2 separate regions of the Cyprinus carpio genome follow, and region 2 is linked to region 1. Evidence: chromatin contacts called from public Hi-C data. All regions are on one chromosome and are shown on one strand. The core of a region is the stretch at or near the end of the contact, and the rest is flanking DNA. Distances in the headings are between cores, read along the strand shown. Region 1 has its middle 33 kb from the start of LOC122137451. Region 2 holds the start of LOC122137451 (immediate early response gene 5-like protein).

Region 1 (5,289 bases), core at 1,499-3,998:
CTTTCACATAAGACACAAACAAACTTCTGTCTGCTTCCTTGAGTGACGCAGGTCTCACAAAGCTCCTCTGTATCTGACTAGAATGAAAGGGAGTGACTGATTGCAGCTGAGGTCTCTCTCTCTTACATCTTGCATTAAAAATGTATTGCATATGTATTTCTTTTATTGTTCCCACAAATCTTAGAAACATTTGGTTGGGAAGATGACATGTTTAAAGGGATAGTTCACCCAAAAATGCAAATGTTGTCATCATTTACTCACCCATGTTGTTCTAAACCTGCACAACTTTCTTTCAACTCTGTCCAAACAGTGGACGTCCAAAATGGTTTGGTAACCAACGTTCTTCAAAATATCATCTTTTATGTTTCACACAAGAAAGATAGTCATACAGGTTTGGAACAACTTGAGGGTGAGTAAATTATGACAGAATCATTCCTGAACTCTCCCTTTAATTTGGGTTCAGTTTTGATTGATGAAAGTGCTCACTGTTGGCATAACAGTTTAAAAGACCAAACACTCAAGACTATGTGAACACTTTCTATCCAACATTATTCTGTATGTTTTACCTATTCTTCCTTTTGCATCAGCTTAGCTGTTAAACATTTTGCCATTGAACTGTTAGTTGCACAGAAGTGTAAATATAATGTATATAATTCAAACAGGTTTCTTAAAAAATGCCCACTTCCCTCTCTGGGTCAGAAAAACAGATAACCCTGTTTCAAAGTCTTGCCATTGGCTGAGCCAATTGTTACTCTGTCAGGCTACTGAAATTAATAGATATTGTATTTAAATGGATTGAGTTGAGTAGTGCACAGTTGTTTTGTGTGAAGATGTCCTGTAACTATTTTTTTCCTTCCTGGGATGATACAGTGGTAATAATACTGTTGCTTCAAACCATCATTTTATTCTTGAGAGGGTTTAAAATGTTCAAGCATCGGATGGTTTGGTGAAACCCGTGGAGAGAAATGAGGTGTTAGAATCAATTCAATGCTGCAATCATGTGCCATGATACTAATATGCAAGCTGGAGGCAACAGGCTCGTTCCAAGGATTTCAAGGCGTACAGAAATGTTAAAGTTTAGTGAATAGCACCAGCAGTGTTCAGAGTCTAGTGAAATTTTAGCCCCCCTAATTCTCATGCAGCCTACAGCTAAGTGAATTCTGCTGTAAAGTACATGAACTCTTGAGTTTTAATATGATAAACTTGTGTTACAATTGGAGGTAAGTTATAGATCAATAAAATATTAGATAGTTATAGGTTTATGTAAATAACATGTTATGCATTGAAGTGTTGCGAGCCCATCCATTGTAAAACTTGGGGAAAAAATGCCTGCACTGTTTAAAAAAAAAAGTAAGTTTTTTTTAATAATTTTTCTCTTGGGTAGGGAAATTCACATGGTCTAGTCCTCATTCAGTAGTGCCTGTTGAAGAAGCTAGTGAAACATTGGCCAAGTACAGCATCTCAGAGCTTTATATGTACAGTACACTCATCAGTACATTATCATATAAATAAAGAAACATGTTTGTTTGGATGGGATTGTGATTCCATTGTATTATTTTAAGCATCTTGGATTTGTGTGCCATTTTTCACCATGACATATAATATCATTTAAAAGGCTGCATTTATTTGATCAAAAATACAAAAATAATACATTTTTGTGAAATATTATTAGTTTAAAATAACTGCTTTCTATTGTGATATATTTTAAAATATAATTTATTCCTGTGATCAAAGCTTTTCAGCAGCCATTACTATAGTCTTCGGTGTCACATGATCCTTCAGAAATCACTCTAATATGCTGATTTGGTGCTCGAGAAACATTTCTTCTTATTATAAATTTTTAAAAAGCTGCTTGGTATTAAAAATATATATTTTATGTTGCAAAAATATGAAGTATCACATCTGTTCAATAGAATGCATCTGTGCTGAATAGAAAAATCTATTTTATATAAAAAAGTATTTCTTACCCCAAACATTTGAACAGTAATGTGTTAATATGGTAATGATACAATACCATGGTGTTACTGATACTATCACTGTGCCATGGAAAAGCACTTTTAATAATGTTACAATTGGAGGAACTCCTGTTCAGATTCTCGGTGGTGTACTTCGTTTGACCTCTGCTGCAGTGCTCTTGGGCTAGGCACAACCCCATCTGCCTGATGCTTATGTTTGTCCTTGTGCTCTGGACCCGGCCACTGTCTGGGTCAGATAAGCATGAGTATAGGCCAAGTAAAGAAAACTCATGCTAATTTGGAATGATTGAGAATATATAACAAAATACAGTACTGTTTTTTTTTTTTTAGCATTTCTTGCTTTTTTAGCATTTCTTGCTTTTCCAAAATTCTAGTAAACACAAAGCTCATATTTAATAAGCGTGGATACAACTACGGAACTACATCCCAACGTATGAATGTGTTTGGAAATGGGGAGAGGAAACAGGAGACCACAGCTGAAGGAGCTCTAGTTTCAAATCCTGTGGCAGGAAACTCTGCCGGAGACTCACCCCTCCCTCTCACCCTGTGTGCGTGTGTGTGTATTTTTAAGTATATAAAAGTATAGAGCATCCTGTTTCACCTGTCTATTGCCAATTTAGTTAATGTTTTCATTTTACATTTTGTTTACAAGTCTACATTTGAAAAATTGCTCTCTTTTGAGTCTCTGTGTGTGTTGTTGGGAATATGGTCACGTCTGTATATTTTCTGTTTAGAAGCGTCCTCGTTCTCGTGTCCCTGACTATTGCTGCGACTCTATTTTTACAGTGTTTACATAGTTAGTCACTGCTCGTTTGCGTCAGCCTTCCTCAATGCCCGGCTCAGTTTAGTGCTGGAAATACATGCACTTTAACAGATGCACGACACACACACACACACAAGCTCTGAAATCTGAGGTTGAACAGTTAAAACCGAGCTTCATCCTCATCCTGTTTTGTCTACAGTTGCTCTTGTTCTGTATCCCTCTCTGATCGGATGGGAGACACCCTGATGTTGCTCTATCTGCTCTGGATTTCTCTGGAGCACACGTATTCACACAAAAAGTGTACACAACCATGCACAGCTACACAAATGCTCACACAGGCGCACACGCTCACGGCCTCTGAGGTTAGGCTGGAATGTGTGTGATGTGTGATTGTGGAGGTTGGAGGTGGTGGAGCAAGTTCAGCTTGACAGAGCGGAGCAGGGCCTCTCTTATTACAATCTAAACCAGCTCCCACTGCATTTTTTCTGTTGCTCTCTCTCCCTTGCTTTCCTTCTCTGCTCACTCTGTCTGCAGTTTTCTTTTGCTTGCTATTTCTAACCCTATTTTTTCAGACTTCTTTCGCTCTTTCTCCTCTATCTCCCCTCCCTTGGTATATCTCTCACAGCTCTCTTTAAACATTGCTTGTTCTCCCTCTCTCTCTCACCAGCTCTCCCCTTCTGCCACTTTTCTCACTCTATCTCTGTTGCTCCCACATTCTGTCTCTCTCTCTCTCTCTCTTGCTACTCATGGGCTGCAGAGTGCATTGCAGCGACAGCTGCTGTTATAACCATCAACTGCAGCCTCCACAGCAACCGTTACTGTGGAGGAGAGACCACAGCAACAGCACTTCATACCACAGACCCCACCTTTGTTACACGGTTCAAGACAATTACAAAGTGATTATACTTTCTCTCTTGCTTTGCAGATATTGTGCCAAAAGTTTCACCGCACTGTACTGTCAGAAACTGTGCAAAATTAGCACCTTTAGGGGTACAAAAGCTTGTACCCTTAAAGGGACACTTGTGCTTTATCTACCCCTGGATGTTCAACTAAAAGTTGTCACAAAGAAAGACTTCACCATATCTATTTTTAAAATGCATGTTATAGATCTTATTGTAAATGACTCAGGTATACACTTAATTATAAATAATGGCAATGTTTAATAAAAATGTCATAACTGGAATTTCTGGTGAACAAGACAGGCTTCTCTTTGGTGACATTTTCAGGACTTCTCTAATAATTCAGTGCATTTAAACCTCGTCCTGCAAGCTCATGGTCACATACCTCCATTTCTGATGTCCAATCAACCAATCCAGTCAACACCCAATGCAAAGAACAAAGTCACCACACATTTTTTTCCGTTTTGATGTTATGTCACTATTTATCTGTTTCATATATAAAACAATTGATAACATATACATTGAGTGGCACATCAAATATATATAGCAAACACAGAACCAGTGAGGTTTGCTCTTGCATGCTTCCATGTTTACCATATTTGATGCACTCTATAAATGTGCCTTGATCATATGAAGTCAAATAAACCTTCATATTAAGTCTGTTCATCATAAAATGTGATCTTAGCTCCTCACAAGACTTGGATTAGACCACTCAAATCATATGGATTAGTTTCATGACACATTTATGACCTTTAAAGATCTTTTTAAATCAACGGTTTTGTTGCATGCACTTTTACTGGATGGACAGAAAATATTTGGGTTTCATTTTATCGTTGGTTTTGAAGATGAACGAAAATCTTATGGGTTTGGAATGACATGAGGGTAAATGATGATTAAACTTTACATTTTGGGGTAACTATCCCTTTAAGGGTCGATATTAGTACCCCAAACTAATAATATAGCAAGAAATAAAGATATGAAATAAAAATACTGGGAACCATATTTTTATTTAATAAAAACAACATTTGGTAACCTCTCTAAGAAAGCTTTTTGCTGAAACATACTTTAGAACTACTGTATTTCACATGGATATGTCTACACATATATACAATACATATCTGGACATGTGGTTGACAGTCAGAGTGGACAGCTATATTTGACCTTTACTAGGGAAAAGACTGGTTTCATTTTAAAGCTGACAATCTTCTGCTCATAATTTGTTCCTGAGTGTTTCATCTGTGATTTCATTTTCACCAGAAAACAATTGTAAATCTTCCATCATGCAGTAAAACTTAATAACACACGTCCACCCACTGAAAACCATTATTATAAGAGAAAATTATGAAATTAAAAGCAACTTATTGTTTTATTTGCTCCCAGTGGATTTTTTTGGAAGCTTTTTTTTTTTTTTTTTTTCTGAATTCAACATCATGGTCACACTTCTGTCCTCTTCTATCCAAATGTTCTAGATTTAAACTCAAATCATCTAATTTCTACCAGTGAATCACTTGAACCCTAAGCTGGGGGCACACTACACAACTATCTGAAATATTCCAAGACTGAACCCGATACACTTAAAGAAATGTTTTATCGACTGGAGCAGATTCTAGTCTTTGACAGTCAGAGAGGAGGACAAACCTAATGACTGAGC
Region 2 (5,289 bases), core at 1,894-4,393, 34 kb before region 1:
GGTATCTCAGATTGAGAGGAGTCGGGAGGTTTCGGCTGGAGATGAGAGAGAGACCAGAGAGAGGACAGGGAGGGGAGGGTGGAGGGGGTTGCAGGGAGCAGCGGATTCGAGGTCAGCCCGAGGTGCCGCTACATAGGCGCTCTGATACCTTCATTCATTGATTTTGAAGAACACCACCATGTGGCATACAGCAGAGATAACACAGTCTGCAAGTTTAGCGAAAGTTTCTGGCTAAAAAAAAAGGTGAACACTGTGCCCGCCAATAGGACGTGACGCGTGTGTCAGCCAAAAGTTTGCTTTTAGGATCCTTTTAGGAGTCTGGTCCTTGCTTCAAACCCTGGTTTTAAATGTAGGCTTACCTGAATGATATGCTGATGCTTTATTTTCTTTATGGTGTATATACTTATACTTTTCTTTTCGTTGGATGTTCTATTCTTGGCCTGCAGGTGACAGTTTAATATCTCGCAGGTAATGGCATAGGCCTATATCTAAAATTAAAATTCAGGTGATCCAAAACAATAATGAGAATATTCATTTAGGAACTTGAATGCACAGTATTGGGTTCTAGAAATATTTGCCATTTAGTTCTGTAGGCTAATACCCTACTTGATTAAAAGTCTAAGATTTTCTGTTAAAGTGAGGTGTGGAAAATATGGCAGATATATTATAAATAAGACCTCGATTATTGTGGATATGGCAGATGAGACGTGCTAAGGATGTTGGATTTTGCATGTAACCTTTCTGTTGTGTTGCCTAATTGAGCGAAGCTCAATATCATCAGGCCTACATTTTAAGGCAGCTATAATGAACACTCTTGGTTTATCAAAAAAAGAGGCAATGCAAAGTAAGTTTCATTTTTTATTAAGGTTATAAATTTTAAACAAATACTTTCTAAAACAGTTTTACCCGGTGATATACAATTTAATATGCACAAAAATACAAGAATACCAACAAAATATGGAGAATACGTCTGAAAACGTCTTTAATTCAGTACACATAGTGCTTATTTAATGTGAGGACGTATGGCTAATTTATGAGATTGCCTTTTTAGAACAAAAGGTCTAAGTTTGTAGAAAATAAAATCAAACCCACAAAACCAAGCAAATGCTGGCATCATGAATTACTGTGAAGGCTTAAACTTTTGCTGAGAGTAAGGGGGCGGGAAACGGTTAACGCTGGAGACTGGATAGTCAACAAAAATACCTGGCAGATTAAATCACGGCGTGCATTATGGGAGTTGTAGTGTTAATTAATGGCCCCAACGTTCAGTGTTGATGAGGTGACTGGCATAGGCGAACTACAAACACACTCAGAGGAACTGGAGCTGTAGGTCAGTGCAGTCAACAAAACGCTCCAGTCCTCGCCACGTTCAACAGCACATTTCAGAATACAGAAAACAACAAACTGAGACAGGGAGGGGGTTCAAATATTGCACCTTCATTAGCCTACTTGATTGCCTTGTGTGATACTACAGAATGTAGTCTGTGTAAGCCAGTCCTCTTCCTGTAGCACGAGCTCAGATAGTATTGTTGTTGTAGCCTGTTCTACTGGTAAACTGGTAGTCGTTAAAACGTTAGAAAATGTGACACGGCAGATTAAAGTGTTATGTTCTGTGTGAGAAATAAGCGTGCAGTGGGTATAGGCTTCTCCGTTTGCAGCCTGTTATTCCCAACATTACATGGGCTGTAATGTTATTTTACAATACATCTTTGTGAAAGTTCCTGGGGAGGGAGAGAAAAAAGAAACAATCCACGAGCGAAACATTCAGATACTTTCCGTGTTTGTGGCCATAGCTAGCAGTCTGCGTTGGGTTTAAGGCAACGAAATTCAACTTGGTTTTAAAACGCTTGTTGTAGGCTATCGACATTTGTTTTAAAGGATACATCACAAGTGGTAGGCTACAACCACCGTCCGCCTCCCCCACTGAAACGAAACTAAAAACAAACCCAAATAAAAAGGCTTAAATAACTTTGCTGCAAAAATAAAAGTCAATTTGTCTTAGACTTTGTACATTTGTTTTTCATAAAGTATCTGTATTCGCATTAACCACAGAGTCAAAAGGCTACAATAGCTCTCGTCCAAGCCCCTAAACTCGCCAGGGCTTGTTTGCTACAGAACTGTCCGTTTAAGGCTTGCTCCAAGTCCGCCTGTCTGCTCACCAGTCCCGAAAACCCCGAGCCGAAGATCGAGATGAGGTTGGAAATGTTCGACGTGTCCAAGGGCTCCGTGCACGCGTATGAAGAGTCCTCAAATTTCGCTCTTTTACACGGCGTAAAATCCGGTACCTCTTCGATCTCGGACACGTAGTACCCAAAGTCAAGCTTGCGTTTCTTGGCCGGGCTCTGCGCGCCCTGGCAGCACTGTTGGAGCGAAGCGCAGCAGTCCTGATGCAAATACCCGTTTTCTACTGTGGTAACGACATGTGTGTCCAAATCGAGCACTGTAGTTTTGTTGCAGTGCATGCTGTTTACCGGCGAAAAGTCACAGCTGGACACGGGGTAAGCTTCCGCGCAGCAGCTGCGGTAGAACGAGGGTTCCTGCGCTTTGCAGACCTCCTCGCTTTGGAGAGCTAGGGGCACCGAGCAGGCGCTGCTAGGCTGGATGTGCTGCGCCGAAGGAGCCTGGTGACTGACGGGCAGGAGCGCACCGCAGAGGCTCGCCGACTCGGTCGCGCTGCCGCAGCAGTCCCCCGTCTGCTCCTCGCAGTCCTCCACCAGTTCGAGAGGGTTCAGCTCCTGGATCTCGTTGCAGACGGTCATCACCTCCTCGTACTGCTGCATTCTGTAGATTTCAGCGTACTTCTCGTTCATGTAGACTTGCCTGGCGTTCCTTAGTACATAAGAGACCAGCAGGTTTTTGTGCAGCTTGATTCCTCCTCTCTGCGTACGGGAGTTGTGGATTTTCCTTAATGATATCGAAATGAGACTTTGTGCATCCACTGCACACTCCATGGTGTTGATCATGGTCGGGGGTCGTGATGTTCTCCCACCACTCCGACGAAGGACACAAACTTTATTTTAGTCAGAATCACGATATTTCGTGCGGGGACGATGGCTTAAGTCAGCTCTGTGGAGTAACATTGAACGTGGTCGTTTCTGCCTCAGCGTGTGAGCGTAGGCAATCATTAGCCTGCGCTTGCTGCCATAGTATATATATGGCGAAGAACTTTCCGCCCACTTCGCCTCCGGCCAATCAGAAGCCGAGAATACCGTTGAGTGACAAGCAAATTCCACCAAGAGGTTTTGATCTCGTCCAATCACACAGAGGCGGTTCTTCTGTGCTATTCAAATTCCAAACTGACTTTACCAAACTGGAATGTTCTCATGAGGCGCATTGTGCATCGGAGTGCATGCTCTTGTCATGTGTGCCGGAGAGACTTCTTGAAGGATCTGACACAAATTCACCAAAATATTTCCTTTCATAAGTTAAAAAGTACTAAGCACTGTAAGTTTAACACAACTGAAAAACACGCTGTATGAGTTATTACGACCTGGAAGTTTAAAAGGTCATTAAAACTAAAATTTCTCTGTTTTGGGTAATCGATATTTTAAGAACATTATACTCATTTCCAACTTACATACAAACCGTACCAGCATATGAAACGTTACATTATTGATCATAAATATGTAAATACAGCTTTATATTTAATGCATTTTTTTTTTTTTAAAAAACATGAATGATATGGATGATTTAGACGGAAAGACAGCAAATGTAATTGACATGCATACTACATAATTAGTCTAAAAAAATATTGTATTATGTTTCTCTAATATAGATTCTTTATAGTTTAGCAAGGTTTAGGCTATACAGACATTTCAAACTGTTTGTGCAAGAACATTTTATTTCTTATTTATTTCTCTAATTGCTGTTCATTCTTCCCACTAGTATAACAGATCACAGCAGTTTTTAAGAGAATCATTTCGATATTCCTGGTCAACTCTCTCTCTCTCTCTCTCTCTCTCTAACACACACACACACACACACACACACACACACACACACACACACACACACACACACACACATGCACAAACTCAGTTCTCCAGTGGGAGCTAAAGCTTATATCTCTGCATTTTCACAATGCCCAAAATGTATTGTGAATACCCAAATGAATTGAAATACCCAAAATGTATTGAACGTATAAATAATCAATAAACAACTAAACAAGTAACCAACACACACAACCAAACATAAAGGATGAAAAGAGTAGCAACATTACAATCATGCATTAAAAAAAAATAGAATGTGAAAAATATGTAAAAACACTAACAATAAAGCTGTTTGTACAGTTCAAAGTAAAGCTTATGCTTTAATTTCCATAAGAAAAGTAAAATTGTTTGCAATGGTAAGAAGAGATATTGTTTAGCTGAGTTTAGCTGTGAGTTCTGTCATGCAACATTAATTTCAGAGAAGCTATCCATGAAATACAGTAACAATATGTAGGAGTCTTCTGAAGAGATTTAGAAAATTAGCTAATTTAATAATAAACAGCTGTAAATCAGCACTAAATGGTTAGATATAACTTGATATAACTAAAGAAATTTATGCATAGTTGCTTCAGACCGGAATGCGGACATTCAGATTTTGAGTAGCGAAAACTTTATACTGACTAGCTAATAAATCTGCCAGTGCTGCATCCTTTCATGCAACACGTTTGTGTAGCAGTGCATTCATCCACTCCATGTTAATATTTTGACACTTAAGACACATTTAAAATGTATGAATGTCATTGCATTAGAAAACAAAATATCAAATCAAGTGGCCTCTGCAAACGATGCTAGACTGCTTCTCCAATGTAACTTTTTTTTTTGGTAAGTACTTTTAATCATCTAATCTCAGGTTGATTTTTGGTGGATATATGAAGCCAGTTCTCCTCAATTTCATCCAGGTGTCCGAGCAGAGTAACCACGGGTGTAGTTCATCACATTAACCATATGTGATTTTAAAGATTTTCAAAGAGGCAGGCTTTTTACCTTTAAAAGAACAGCTGCATTATATCCAGTCACTTTACAGCTATGCCAAAAGAAGTTTGAGACACATCGGAATTCTACACAGATGTTTAGTGACTGCAGACTATTAGTCCTAATGCAGGCTAATTTTGTCTAATGGGCCTCTAAACATAGAGCTGAATTAAGATGCTTCACCTCTCATTTAGTGTCATACCATTCTATTATATATTCATGTCTGTCTGTCTGTCTATCTATCTATAATATATATAATATAAAATGAAGCAGCTATCTACTGAACAAATAATAACATAAACGCTGTGAGAACAGTCCTTAAATTTGT

Evidence for each region. A called contact is a pair of places that touch in the nucleus more often than the background predicts.
Region 2: a Hi-C map of skeletal muscle shows a contact between it and region 1, with 1.6 times the contacts expected there. The contact joins the promoter of LOC122137451 here to the enhancer-like site in region 1. A contact is called at or near these places in 2 of 8 Hi-C or Micro-C datasets (liver and skeletal muscle).

What each region holds. Positions count from the first base shown.
Region 1 is chrB5:9,474,585-9,479,873 of ASM1834038v1, reverse strand. No RefSeq gene overlaps it. Among protein-coding and RNA genes, the nearest start is that of LOC122137451, 33 kb to the left of the region's middle. Within about 2 kb of position 2,748, at least 4 of the 8 cell types and tissues checked have an H3K27ac peak or open chromatin away from gene starts, as enhancers often do. A contact at or near this core is called in liver and skeletal muscle, where this site is marked.
Region 2 is chrB5:9,508,520-9,513,808 of ASM1834038v1, reverse strand. LOC122137451 (immediate early response gene 5-like protein) reads right to left here and starts at 3,143. Exons shown (of 1, transcript XM_042724172.1): 1 at 846-3,143. The coding sequence starts at 2,963. The coding sequence ends at 2,055.